3 separate regions of the Mus musculus genome follow, and all the other regions are linked to region 2. Evidence: chromatin contacts called from public Hi-C data. All regions are on one chromosome and are shown on one strand. The core of a region is the stretch at or near the end of the contact, and the rest is flanking DNA. Distances in the headings are between cores, read along the strand shown.

Evidence for each region. Hi-C and Micro-C count contacts between places; a contact is called where the count stands out from the background.
Region 1: a Hi-C map of uterus shows a contact between it and region 2, with 2.9 times the contacts expected there. The contact joins the promoter of 2810442N19Rik here to the enhancer-like site in region 2. A contact is called at or near these places in 12 of 39 promoter capture datasets (the 3T3-L1 cell line, 3T3-L1-derived adipocytes, the C10 cell line and 8 more), 3 of 15 datasets of contacts at CTCF or cohesin (the NIH/3T3 cell line, large pre-B cells and pro-B cells), 35 of 484 Hi-C or Micro-C datasets (the 3T3-L1 cell line, 3T3-L1-derived adipocytes, the C2C12 cell line and 19 more), 12 of 115 datasets of contacts at active chromatin or transcription factors (bone marrow-derived macrophages, craniofacial prominence, differentiating embryonic stem cells and 9 more) and 2 of 9 other capture datasets (adipose tissue and pancreatic islet).
Region 3: a contact with region 2 is called in a Hi-C map of uterus, with 3 times the contacts expected there. The contact joins two enhancer-like sites. A contact is called at or near these places in 8 of 39 promoter capture datasets (the HPC-7 cell line, the SN4741 cell line, cranial neural crest and 4 more), 1 of 15 datasets of contacts at CTCF or cohesin (the NIH/3T3 cell line), 4 of 484 Hi-C or Micro-C datasets (liver, nephron progenitors and uterus) and 7 of 115 datasets of contacts at active chromatin or transcription factors (craniofacial prominence, embryonic fibroblasts, embryonic hindbrain and 4 more).

The regions. Positions count from the first base shown.
Region 1 is chr1:162,002,695-162,006,673 of GRCm38.p6, reverse strand. It overlaps 2810442N19Rik (RIKEN cDNA 2810442N19 gene), which reads right to left and starts at 1,705. Exons shown (of 3, transcript NR_040562.1): 1 at 1,340-1,705; 2 at 852-1,238. The region is part of intron 20 of Dnm3 (dynamin 3); the gene reads left to right.
Region 2 is chr1:162,237,803-162,241,793 of GRCm38.p6, reverse strand. The region is part of intron 13 of Dnm3 (dynamin 3); the gene reads left to right. Among named protein-coding and RNA genes, the nearest start is that of Mir214, 16 kb to the right of the region's middle. Within about 2 kb of position 2,408, at least 12 of the 459 cell types and tissues checked have an H3K27ac peak or open chromatin away from gene starts, as enhancers often do. A contact at or near this core is called in uterus, where this site is marked.
Region 3 is chr1:162,038,764-162,042,622 of GRCm38.p6, reverse strand. All of the region lies in intron 17 of Dnm3 (dynamin 3), which reads left to right. Among named protein-coding and RNA genes, the nearest start is that of 2810442N19Rik, 36 kb to the right of the region's middle. Within about 2 kb of position 2,567, at least 102 of the 459 cell types and tissues checked have an H3K27ac peak or open chromatin away from gene starts, as enhancers often do. A contact at or near this core is called in uterus, where this site is marked.

The DNA.
Region 1 (3,979 bases), core at 456-2,955, 230 kb after region 2:
CTCTGATTCTGATGGCCTTGCATTGCCTAACCGTAACTCCCAACTCTTTCACACATTTTATTTGTTGTAAGTTACAGTTAGCACAGCATCCTTTCTTTCTATTTGGTGTATAAAGTCTCCTTGTTTTATTTGAGGTTTCTATTCATCTTTGTAAGCAAGTTCCCTAGATTTCAAGCCAGGACAAACCCCAACCCATCATTCTTCTATCTTTGCGTTCCTCACATCAAGGTTTGGTGCCGTGAAGGAGGAAGCTGTCGAGCCTTGAAGTCGAGGGGCTCAGAGTACATGGAAATTAAGCAACCCGTGTGACTAGCCTGGGAGTCATTCCCCTGCGGTCACACACGGAAACATCCTGACTTACCCTCTCCTCTCCTCGACAGCTCTCTAAAACTGTGGTGTTTTTAGCAGCCAAGTGTCATTTGGACAAGTGGTGAAATCACCTTGCGATTTGTGACATCAGCTGTGAGGCAAGCTCTCTGTTCTCCTAACTAGCCAGCCTTCCTTACAGAAAAAAATAAAAATCATACCCAGACAGTCTGGATTGTCAGGGAACTGTTTTTGTTTTTTGTTTTGTTTTTTTTTTCAACAACTAGATTTAAAAGTAAAAAAGAAAAACAAGCTATATTATAGCTCAAAAATATAATTGCTAAAGACAGAACAACTTTAAGCTGTTCTTACAATTCTTACAATCAAGGTATCTCATGAGGCAACCCTTGATATTAGAAATAAATTGGTGCTGAGACCTCCAAATGTAATTAATAATCTGCTGCAGGTTCAACATTAGTTGTCATAAAACTAAAATTTCAAACCACTGTTCTCTAAAGAAAAGTGTCCACTTTAATTAAATATACCTCCAAAGGTGCAATCTATTTACATGACGGTTCTTATTCCAGTATCCTGCTTCAATTCTTATGACAATGTACTAGTCCACTGAAAGGAAGCAATGGCGAATGTCAAAGGTTTTCTTTCACTCTTCAGGTCCTGTTTCCAATATGGTTTAAGTGAAAGTCAAATTATTTTGGGGATTTCCTCCTTGGGCCTAACTAAGGAAGTAGAGTCGACTTTACACAGGCATTTCCACTCGGCCACAGTTCAGATGCCTGGCGGTCTGTTTAGGCAAGGCCCACATACATTACCGGTGTCTCCTCGGGTCAGAACCTGTGAACTCTTTGGTGGTGTGTAGGCAGACTCACGTTTGCCTTTCTCTTTTCATTGGGTCTGAATCTTTCCCACATATCCTATGTGGCAGGAAAGTAAAAGCAAAAAGGGAAATTAGGAAAGATTCCCGTCATGCAAAACGCAAATAACACGAACGCAGACAGGAGACAGCTCCTCCTACCGTACACTGCAGTTAGCCAAGCAGCGGGTGACAGGCCTCCAGTTAAGCAAACACAACTGCTTCCTCCGTGTCTTGTGTCAAGAACAAGTAGCTCTGACATTGTTCCCTTTGGAGATCTTTAGTCGCTAAGCTCCGTCACTGCAGGACAAGCGCTTTTGCATCTCAGGGTGCCCAGTTCTGCCCTGGGGTTCACCTGATTGATAGAGGACAACAGCCAAGACAGAGGCCCTGGCCAGGGACAATGCGTAATTGATTCCGATTATTTTTCCTGTGGCCAGTCAGCAGTAAACTGTCACCAGCTGTAATCCACCGAGTGTCCCTATATACAAGCTGGTGTCAGCTCGGAGAAAAGCGGGGAAATGCTCTACCATGTGTAAATAGACATCCAGACTTGCAGACACACATAGGCTAGCTAGGGCTCAAGTTTCTTTCATTGCCCTTGCTGGGAGGAAAAAGCGATTTTCAAGAAGGCTTCATGCTCAGGCATTCCTGGTCAGAGGGGATATTTTTCCAAGGCCTCGGAGACTCACGGTGTATGAATTGCACCTCTTTCACAGCTAACTTTTATCTCAGCAGTAAACTCTTAAGAAGAGGCTGCTGGAGGCTTCTTTATTTCCCTCTTTTCCTTTCCCCCAACTCACCGGCTACTATGAGAGATTAAAAAGTGAGACTTAGAAAAAAACCTTACACGGCAGACAGGAAGTTTAAACTAAAACTTGTCAGTGGAGCGTCTTGCTCTGTGAATGTGCCTGGGACGCCTAACTGCAGCAGCGGAAGAAAGGAGGGAAGGAGTCAGCTGAGCGCGTGTTGGCTCTGCTGGCTCCTCATGCATTTATCGATGCTTAAACATAGAATTGTTAAGTGCCCGGCGCTGACATTCCTTAGCCTACCCATGCCAAACATACTGGATGCATTGTCTGGGGAAACCTCTGGATCTAAACACGTATTTACACCCTTTAGTTGCCAAATGGTTTCCATCTGGCTCACCAATGCTGTTGCCAGAAGGATATTCCACTTCTGGTCAGGCTAGAGTTGTCAGGGCCAGAGTGGGGGTTTCTGGGAAGGCTCTGAGCCTGAGAGACACTACATGTTTAATGACGCCACATTACTTGAGCATTTACATGTTTAGATCACATGGCAGCACTAGCCCAAAATAGAACTCCAACGCAGGGCAATGTCGAAAGCCATGAGGTATTCAGGGACTCTCTCCACACCACAGCTCCCTCATTCCTTGCATCTGGCTGCTCCTCAGGCTTCAGAGCCACATGATAGGCAAAACCACAAATACCAAATGCTCTAATTTATTTTTAAGCATTCCCACCAAGCACTGAGAAATATCCACTCTTTGTTTTTCAGTCAGAATAATCGGTTCCCATGAATCACATGAACCCATTCCATTCACAGGCCCTGGGGGCGGGGAGCAGGGGTCGGAGCATAATCAAAAGGGAAATTAGCCAACTTCTCCACGTCTCAGCATCAGGGGTAGCGTTGAGCCTCTTGATCCAATTGCCCACACAGGGAGTGATCTAAGCACCAGAAAATGAAACAAGGTATAATGGCTCTCCTCCCTGCTCTTACGGAAACCCCACGAATGCACAGGTCAACATGAGAGTCGCCAATAAGCAGCATCCTTTCTTTGGTGGAAAGGATGACATAGAAGCTGAGAGAGAAGAAAATGAAGACTGAACCAACCTAGATACTCTACCACAAACATATCCAAAGCTTCAAGGAAAGGTCTGGAAACGGAGACAAGCTAAAATAAAGGTGGACATGATCTCTTATAGCCCCCCATAAGCCTGCAAGGCTGAGGCTGAGGCTGAGGCAGGAGGATCATGAATTTAAGGCCAGCCTTGGCTACAAAGCCAGTTCAGGCCATCATGAGGCACACAGTAAGATCCTGATCCATCTCCCACTTCAAAAAAGGCACACAGCGTGAGAAGGGCCTTAGTTGGCTTTCAGTATAATCAGGAAAATGGCCTTAGTCTACAACCGAATATCCCTTTTGCCTCCACCATATAAACATTCGAATTTGGCTTTAGATATTCTGAAGCAGCAGTATCTAGATGTCCCCTTCATCTGCACACTTCAGTATGACATTGATTTACAGGCACTTAGCCTGATTATCTGGCTATTTTGTTTTGTTCTTACTTTTTGAGTCAAAGTCTCACATAGTCTACTGTGTCCCTGAATTTACTTTATTGCCACCTCCAGCCTTGAATGTCTAATCTTCCTGCCCCTACTTCTCAAGTGTTCAGATTATAGGTGTATGCTATATTGTCCAGTGGGGAAAAATATATAAGGCATTTTATAATCCTTGAGGTAGCTTGCTTGACAATGAATACTAACGTAAGACGAATTCTGGACCGTGTGTATGCTTTTAAGTTCATAGTGTGATCTCAAAGATAATTTTAGGACTGAATGAAATTTTCCTTCAGGTAAACCTTTAAGTATCATGCCCCAGGTCTAACATAAGACCTGCCTACTCCCTGCCACTATGGTTGCAGTCACAAAGAAAGGCCGTAAAAAGATCTAAGCCCAACATCCACTGCTTTTTAAAAACATTCCCTATAGTGTTAGAAAGTGTTTTAATAACTAAAATAATAAACCCTCACGTCAGACAAGTTCTACAATATCTTAATT
Region 2 (3,991 bases), core at 1,159-3,658:
TTTGTTCATTGCATCCTAAAAAGGACTTCAAGACAAGCCCTGCACTAAACAAGCAATAACAGATGTCAGCTTAGATTTTAATATTATTCATATTATTGGAAAGTAGATGGGGAGACGTAGGGAAACTGAAGAACAAAGAAAAACAATTTTATATCTGATCACCAGTTTATAATTACAATACAATTGCTTCTTTCTATTCTTTCCATTAACGAAGGCAACGGAAGCAACTTCATACATACAGCGTATATTGTTAGTAGGTGGTTATCTAACTCCTTATCACACACTGACTCACATGAGTCTCACAACAGCTGTATGCTGTAGGTATTATTATTCCAGGTTATATACAAGGTAAACACAGGTCAAGGAAACCCAGTGCCACCCAGGTAGCAATGATGGAAATAGATGCTTTCCCTGACAGCTCCGTGTGCTTTTGATGACTGTTTGTTGCTACTGTTGTTAAAAATCCATACTGTAGCCAACATCTTCATCTATGCTGTGGCTCCGAGGCTGAACTAGCTGGGAGAGTATATTTCAGTGACATGTTAAAAATATATCTTTCCAAGTAGAACAAAATGGCACACATCGTACAGGCCCTGCAAGGGAGGTCTGCTGGTTAGTAGCTGGTTAGTAGTTGGTTAGTAGCATGGGCATGGCCATCAGGAAGGAACCAGAACTCTGTCTCTTCCTCTGCCGCATAAGGAGCATATTACCTTTCTTCTAAGATCATTGTGTGGAATAAAGGAAGTATCAGAGTATGTGTGGATTTGTTAGCTCAGTTCCTGGCACGAAGTAAATGCTGGCTGTTGTCACTGTCCTTGGGTTCCTAGAAATGGGGTCAGAGTTATATTCTGACTTCCTAGAAAGTTAAAGCCACGAAGGGACACCCAAACACACAAGTGTTGCGTAGCCAAGTCCTTCAGAGTGGTGACAGATGTTCCAGTCTTGAACTAAAGGACATTTCCTTAAATATTTCATGTTGCATCTTAATTGGGCTATTAAGCATTTTTATGTATGCTTTGCCTCAATTGTGAGGTTAGTCCATCAGACATTAAAACCTCTCTCCTTTTTGTTTTTCATAGTAAGTCAGTCACTGTTAAGACTTTCCTAGGTCTGAACTTGGCTTCAAGGCACCCTGTACAGTGCCTGGTCCTTCTATAGGTGTCCAGAAACCTCTGCTCAGCTGACATTTAAATGAGATATATCTTTGAACACTTTACTCTATTGAACTTGTCTCTCATGATGGTATTTTCTACAGAAAACAGGGGCAAAGGAAAGGAAAAGAAAGGTGTGGACAATACTTCCCTGTGCCTCTTTCTGGGTGTGCCAGTGTGAATAGTCACTTTTTTCTTACTGGAAGAGCAAGTCAGGAAATAGTTCTTCTACCTCTTAACCCTCCCTCTTTCTCCTCACACTGCTCCTGTCTTCCGTTTCATTGACTTTAACCATCGAGCTGGAGAGTTACCAGTGGCTTGGATCTTCCTTGAAGGAAGAGACCAGCATTTTACTAGTCTTGAAAACCACTCCTCCAAAGCTAGTGTGACTTCCATGGGCATTGGCTTAAGATGACCAGAGCACAAAAGACTCTGCAGTCATTCAAACAGCGCACTGGTCAAAATTCACTCTGAGGCTGCCTTTGCTCAATGTTGGATGTTTATTTATTGACGTAGGTTCCTAGTCTATGTTTTCTTTCAAATTACATCCCACCAGTTTCTTTTCATGACCTGTCAGAGATTCTGCAATAGTTATATGACATCATAGATGTGTTAGAAGAAGTTGCACATCAGTAATAAAACAACGAATAGTCATGTCCTGGATGTAATTATAAACTTCTTACTTCAAAGATCTCCTTACTTAAAGCCAAAAGATTATATTCCAAAAGGCGTTTACAAAGCCCAGGTATTTGTAGAACAACGAATTAATGACGTCTGTCAATACGTATTCATCAGGCAGCCACAGGGGCTCTCTCATCCAGGTAACTTCTCTTCGGCAGCCATACACTGAATGGAACTCCACAGCAAACTTGTTTTTCTTTGGCATTTGACATTGAAATATCCCCCTGCTTCTCATTATGTTACTCAACTTCCCACTGCTATAACAAAATGCTCAAAGCGGTAAATTATCACAAGAAAAAGGTTACTTGGCTCATGATTCTGTTAGTTCTGCTCCAAGACTAAGTAGAGTTGGGCTTCTGGTGATGTCATCGTATCATAGTGGAATGAATTACTATTAAGAATGCTGATCTAATCCCTCCTACCTAAGTCAAACCTTAATAGGGCTCGACCCTAACGAGTATTCTGTGCACCCATGACTCTCAGATATCTATCATTCAGTATAATTGTGGTGGATCCACTTTCACATCTTGCATCCAGATGCCTGTACATTGGAAAAACACTTTTCCCTTATCAGACCTTGGGCACATCTGCTGGAAGCATCTCTGCCAGGCAGATTCTGAGCAAGCTGTCTGTTCTGAGGATGCCTGTCCTTGCAACAGAAGCTTCTCCCAAACCGTCAGGGTGACTGGCTTGACCCACAGCTTGGCTGGATGCTGTAAGCTCCCAGCGTCTGGCCAGGTAGGCCCTTCAGAATGTGAGCTGTCCTTATGATGAGGTAGTCATCTGTGGAGAAAGGCTCTTTGGGAGCTTTAATAATCCACAGAGGCCAAACTATCAAATAGCCAGTGTTCTGTTCTGCAACCACTTTCCAAAAGCTGCAGCAGTAAAAGACAGCTGCATAGCTGGAAAGAGAAAAAGAAAAGGCTTGTGTTGGTCTTCCATAAGCAAGGCCAAGGTCAAAATTTTATTTGTTCACAAATAAAATTTAAGGCCTCGACCACACTGGAACTTTTCCTCATGTGCTTTTTTTTCCTCCCCCAAATTTAATTCCTTTTATCATCTAGTGTGCTGACCAGATGTTGAGCTCTGAACGTAGGCCTTTAACATGCAGGGTTTGCCAACCCTGGCAATGCCTGCTTCTTACTACATGCAAGAATCCCAGTAGTACTCTTTTAGGGTAGGCTTCCATGAGGGGCAAGGGTAAAGCTGGTCCAGTCTCCTGACTGGTGATCCTGTGGGTGCTTTCAAACGTTCTGCATTTGCCAAAATTAGCTTGAGTGATACTTGTAGTAGTAAATTTAACAAGAAGAAGAAGGAGGAGGAGGAGGAGGAGGAGGAAAAGAAGAAGGAGGAGGAGGAGGAGGAAAAGAAGAAGAAGAAGGAGGAGGAGGAGGAGGAGGAGGAGGAGGAGGAGGAGGAGGAGGAGGAGGAGGAGGAGGGGAAGAAGGAGCAGGAGAAAAGGAGAAGGAGGAGAAGGAGGAGGAGGAGAAGAAGGAGATGAAGAAGAAGAAGGAGACGACGAAGACGAAGACGTCTCTAGCTAAACAAATGAAACATGCCCTCTCCACTCCCAAGGTCTCTGTAGTCCCGAAAGGGCTGCTTGCTCTTGTTCACTTGGTTACTCCTGGCAGGATTTGATGCTCAAACACTAAGTGGTTATTGTGCTGACTGCTTCTTTTCTCTTGCAGTCTCAAATGTGAATACAAAGGATGCTGTAGCGCTTCCTATTTCCTTTGCCTTCGACTCAAATTCTGTTTATGTTTTCTTCCTTTCTCCCTCAGTGCCTGTTGGTTTCTTTCTTATGAATTCCCCTTTGCATGCACACCCCCTGTGCTCTGACCTCTTCTTGGCTTGTTTTATTGCCTGAAGCAGGAGCGCCTTCACCCCTGGCCCAGGCTGACTTCGAACTTGTGGCTGTCTTCTGCCTCTGGAGTGCTGGGATGATGGCTAAATCACCATGCTTGGTTGATCTGCCCATTTCAATAGGATCTTTCCCTGTGTCAGCCTATCTTACCTTGATTCCTGACTTTTCCCTCGGTTTCTCAGTGAAAAGCAATGTAAGAAAGAATTATTTTTCCAAATTTCCACATTAAACCGATTGTCATCTGTTTGTGGACAATGTGTCTCCACCTCTCTGTAAAGGACAAACCTCGTGAGCC
Region 3 (3,859 bases), core at 1,318-3,817, 200 kb after region 2:
AGTCAAGACGACAACACATGCTAGAGAAACTGTTGACTCAGCTTTAATGTTTAAAGACCTAATTTGCCAATCATTGTATTTTAAAGGCATATTTTATGAACAATCAAATGGACCTTTTAGAACGAGAAAGGCAATCATTAAAATTAAAACTATGAATAAATGGAAAATCTGAATAGAATTTAAATGAAATGGGTTATATAGAAGGTATATTGATAGATGTTAACTCTCTACAGGAGGAACAATTACACAAGATTTACAGTGTCAGCCATCCCACCATGAGTGAATTATAGTTACCAAGGCAACATCAGTTATCACAGTTCTTCTGGAGGTGGTGTGTGTGTGTGTGTGTGTGTGTGTGTGTGTGTGTGTATGTGTGTGTGTAAAATAAACAAAATCCTCCATGAGTGAGTGAGTGAGTGAGTGAGTGAGTGAGTGAGAGAAGAGAAGAGGGAGGAAAAGCAGGTGATAAATAGGTAGATAGGTAGATAGGTAGGTAGGTAGGTAGATAGATAGATATATAGACAGACAGATGATACTCCAGTGCAATATACTTGAGCAAACTACTCAATTGCAATATAAATAGACCAAGATACAGGACATGTATATGAGGTGTAAAGAATGGGAAGGGAAGGCCTAGTATATTTTTAATCATTATTTAAAATCATCAGAAGAAGATGGCAACATGGCAAGTTTTTCCAGAGCAGATTATATTTGAGAATAGTAAAACTCCAGGAGCACACAGATTAAAAATACATTATATAAAAACACCCTGCCTTCTATTATCCCCACTACCCTGTCCACACCCTACTTCCTCCCTAAAAGTCCCTTTCTCACATGTGTGTCCTTTTGGTTTTTTTGGTGAGCCACTGAGTTTAGCCAGAGCTCTCTATATATCCATGAGAGTGGAAATATTCAGTGGAGTCCGGTGAACTCAATAGCAGGTATCCAAACTAAAGGCAGTGACTCGAGACTCACTTCTCCCAGTAACCATCCATAGCCAATAATTTCCCATGACTTCACCATGAGCACTCTCCCAATCCATGGCTGACTACCGAATAGCCCTGTCATGTCTAGGTCCAGTACAAGCCACTAACTGTAGCTGCTGTGGGTTCATGATTGCACTGGCTGTGTGAGGCACAGAAGATGGACTCTCATAGCCCTTCTCCCTATCACTGGATTCTTTAATTCCTTCCACCCCCTCCTTCCTTGATTTTCCCTGAGCCTCAGAAGATGGTGAAGTTCATTTCTTGTTTTGTTTTTCTGTTTGAACATCTGGGTCTTGCTGTGTCGACCAAACTGGCACTCTGGTGGCAATCATCCTCCCTCTACCTCCTGGTTGCTTAGAGTACAGATGTTTGCCACCATACCCAGATTGGGACTGAAGTTTATGGTTGTAGAAATGTTTAGCTAAAAACACTGAAAGTTCAGGATCCTGAATCCTCCCTGGGCCTATTCTACTATCTTTCTGTTTTCTACTGGGAGGACTATGTACTCCCTGTGACTCACAGGAAAAGATAAGATTATTTTATCTTAGTCTCCAATAAAAGAAACCAGCAGTCCTTGGAGACATTCCAGGAGTGGAACTGAGGAGTCCAAGACGGGCCTGGACTATCTCATAGTACTTGAAAACAAGGAAATGCTCAAATGTTTATAGGAGAACACATGAAAAGGATACCAGAGGCAAACTTAAAGGAGGTTCCTAGATCTGGGGTGACTTTACTAGCAAGGTCAGCATCACTGTGGATTATGACCCAGCAGCTGTAAGTATAAGTAGCCACATAAATTAACCAGCTGACAATGAAATAGTAGAAGGGAAAGTTCCTAGTCACCAAAGATAATCCGCTTCATAAACTTAGAGAAGAAGTTTGAGAATTGTCATGTAGAACGTATCGAAGTTATTAACAGTGGATATTAAAATGAGGAAGTGAAAGTCGAATAAGAAATGGGATATTCACACTCTCAAAATATGACCCATAAGGTAAGTTTCAAAGAGAGACAAAATAGAAACTTGATAGGGGATAAACCTTGAAGGACGCCATCTTAACCAAATCACCAAAGTCCCTGGTAGTGGTAGGACAGAACACCACACATCTCCTGACACAACCCTGAGAAGGACATATCAAAAATGCAATCATATAACTTGAAATTAGTACTAACTAAATTCCAGCCAAGGCATACTGTACAAAACAGACGATTAGTCCTCTTCCCAAGTGTGAGTGTGGTGAATAGACACCGAGGAATAGCCACAAATTAAACAGGTATAGTATGGGCACTCATACAGGCTCCTGAGTGAAGGCCAGTCAGGACATCAGTTTCCTGAGCATGACCCGGGTGGAGGAGTTCTGCAAGGTGCTTACATTTGAAAAGATGCACAGAAACTCTGTGTTGAGTTTGGAGACCATCAATGGGGCTGAAGTACTCCAAAACGTATGTTTGCTCGCTTGATTGCTTGTTTACAAATCAAGGTTACCACAATTTCCCACAGCCTCTCCATCATCCCTGTCAGGAAGGCCAGTTGTTGACTCACTGCCTCTCCAGATCTGTCCAGAGACCTCAGCACATGGCTTCGGTACATAGCCAAGTCAAGGCTTCAGAGGAAGGAAACCGTTGAGTTTCAATCTGAAACACAAGGTTCCTACTGTGTTGAACGAGTGGGGCAGAGGCTATTAAAAGGCCATCGTTCCCCCGCTCCCACTCCTCCCTCAGTGCTCTGCCCACATCCCAGACTGCTTTTAATCTTACTGGGAGGGTACCTAGGGAGAAAGAAAGAAAAAAAAATAATAATGAATTGCTGTGTTCCTTGGCACATGAATAACAGTTCCTTTCCAGGGATCCAGGAATACAAATGAGGGGTTTTAAATCTTGCTAACTTGTGTGTGTGTGTGTGCATGTGTGTGTGCGTGTGTGTGTGTGTGTGTGTGTGTGTGTGTGTGTGTGTGTGTGTGTGTGGTGTCTCCTCAGGAAAAAGTCTCTTACGAAAACCAGGATAACTAAAGTTATTTTGACATGTGACATAGTATTCTTCCCACAGATCATTCTGCCAGACCAGAGATTCCCCTGCCTAGGCCTCGTGAGTGCTGAGAGTAAAGGCGATTCCACTTTTTATCTGTTGCCTTTTCCCACCCCCTTACCCACCATCCATCCTGCTAAGGGGAGGATGTAGATAGGGTACCACTTGAATCAGGAGGCTACACTAAGTACCACATTCAGAGAGTCCTAGCAGAGGTGATTCATTTCTTCATTGGCACCAATCACAGAGAGAGAAGGGGACCCTCAGAAGTGAAAGTGGGACATTTCCTTGAGCCAGACCCGTGTCAGCCAGTGGCTCATATGAACAGCTCTGCCAGTTGTAAATTCTTGAACTCCAACGTTTGCATGAGTAGTTATTCGCTGCTCAGAGTCCCAGAGAGCCACACCCTGGGGCTGGCGCCTAACCACCATCCTAACTCTCTGCCGAGCCACTTTAAAAAGCATGTGAATACTACCCTGTTGGAGCTAGTGTTTCTGTCTCAGGACCGAGTTCCATGTACAATGTATTTCATTGAGCTCCCGTGCCACACTGCAGCATGTACCATGTTAAGGGGATAAATGTATGGATTGCAGAGTAAAAGGGCTAGTAAAGCAGGAAGCGGTCAAACTGTCAACTGCCACTTTAGAAGGAAGATACCAACTTTTAAAAATCTATTAACACAAAAGAAATGATTATTCCTGAATGAAATGTTTTAGGGGCCAGTGAGAAGGGGGGGAGGGGGAAAGAGCCAAGATGATTGTTTTGTTTTGTTTCATTTTGTTTCATTTGGTTTTGTTTGTTCACAGCTGGGGGAATGAGGAAATGCTTTTTGTAGTAAACTCTGGAAAA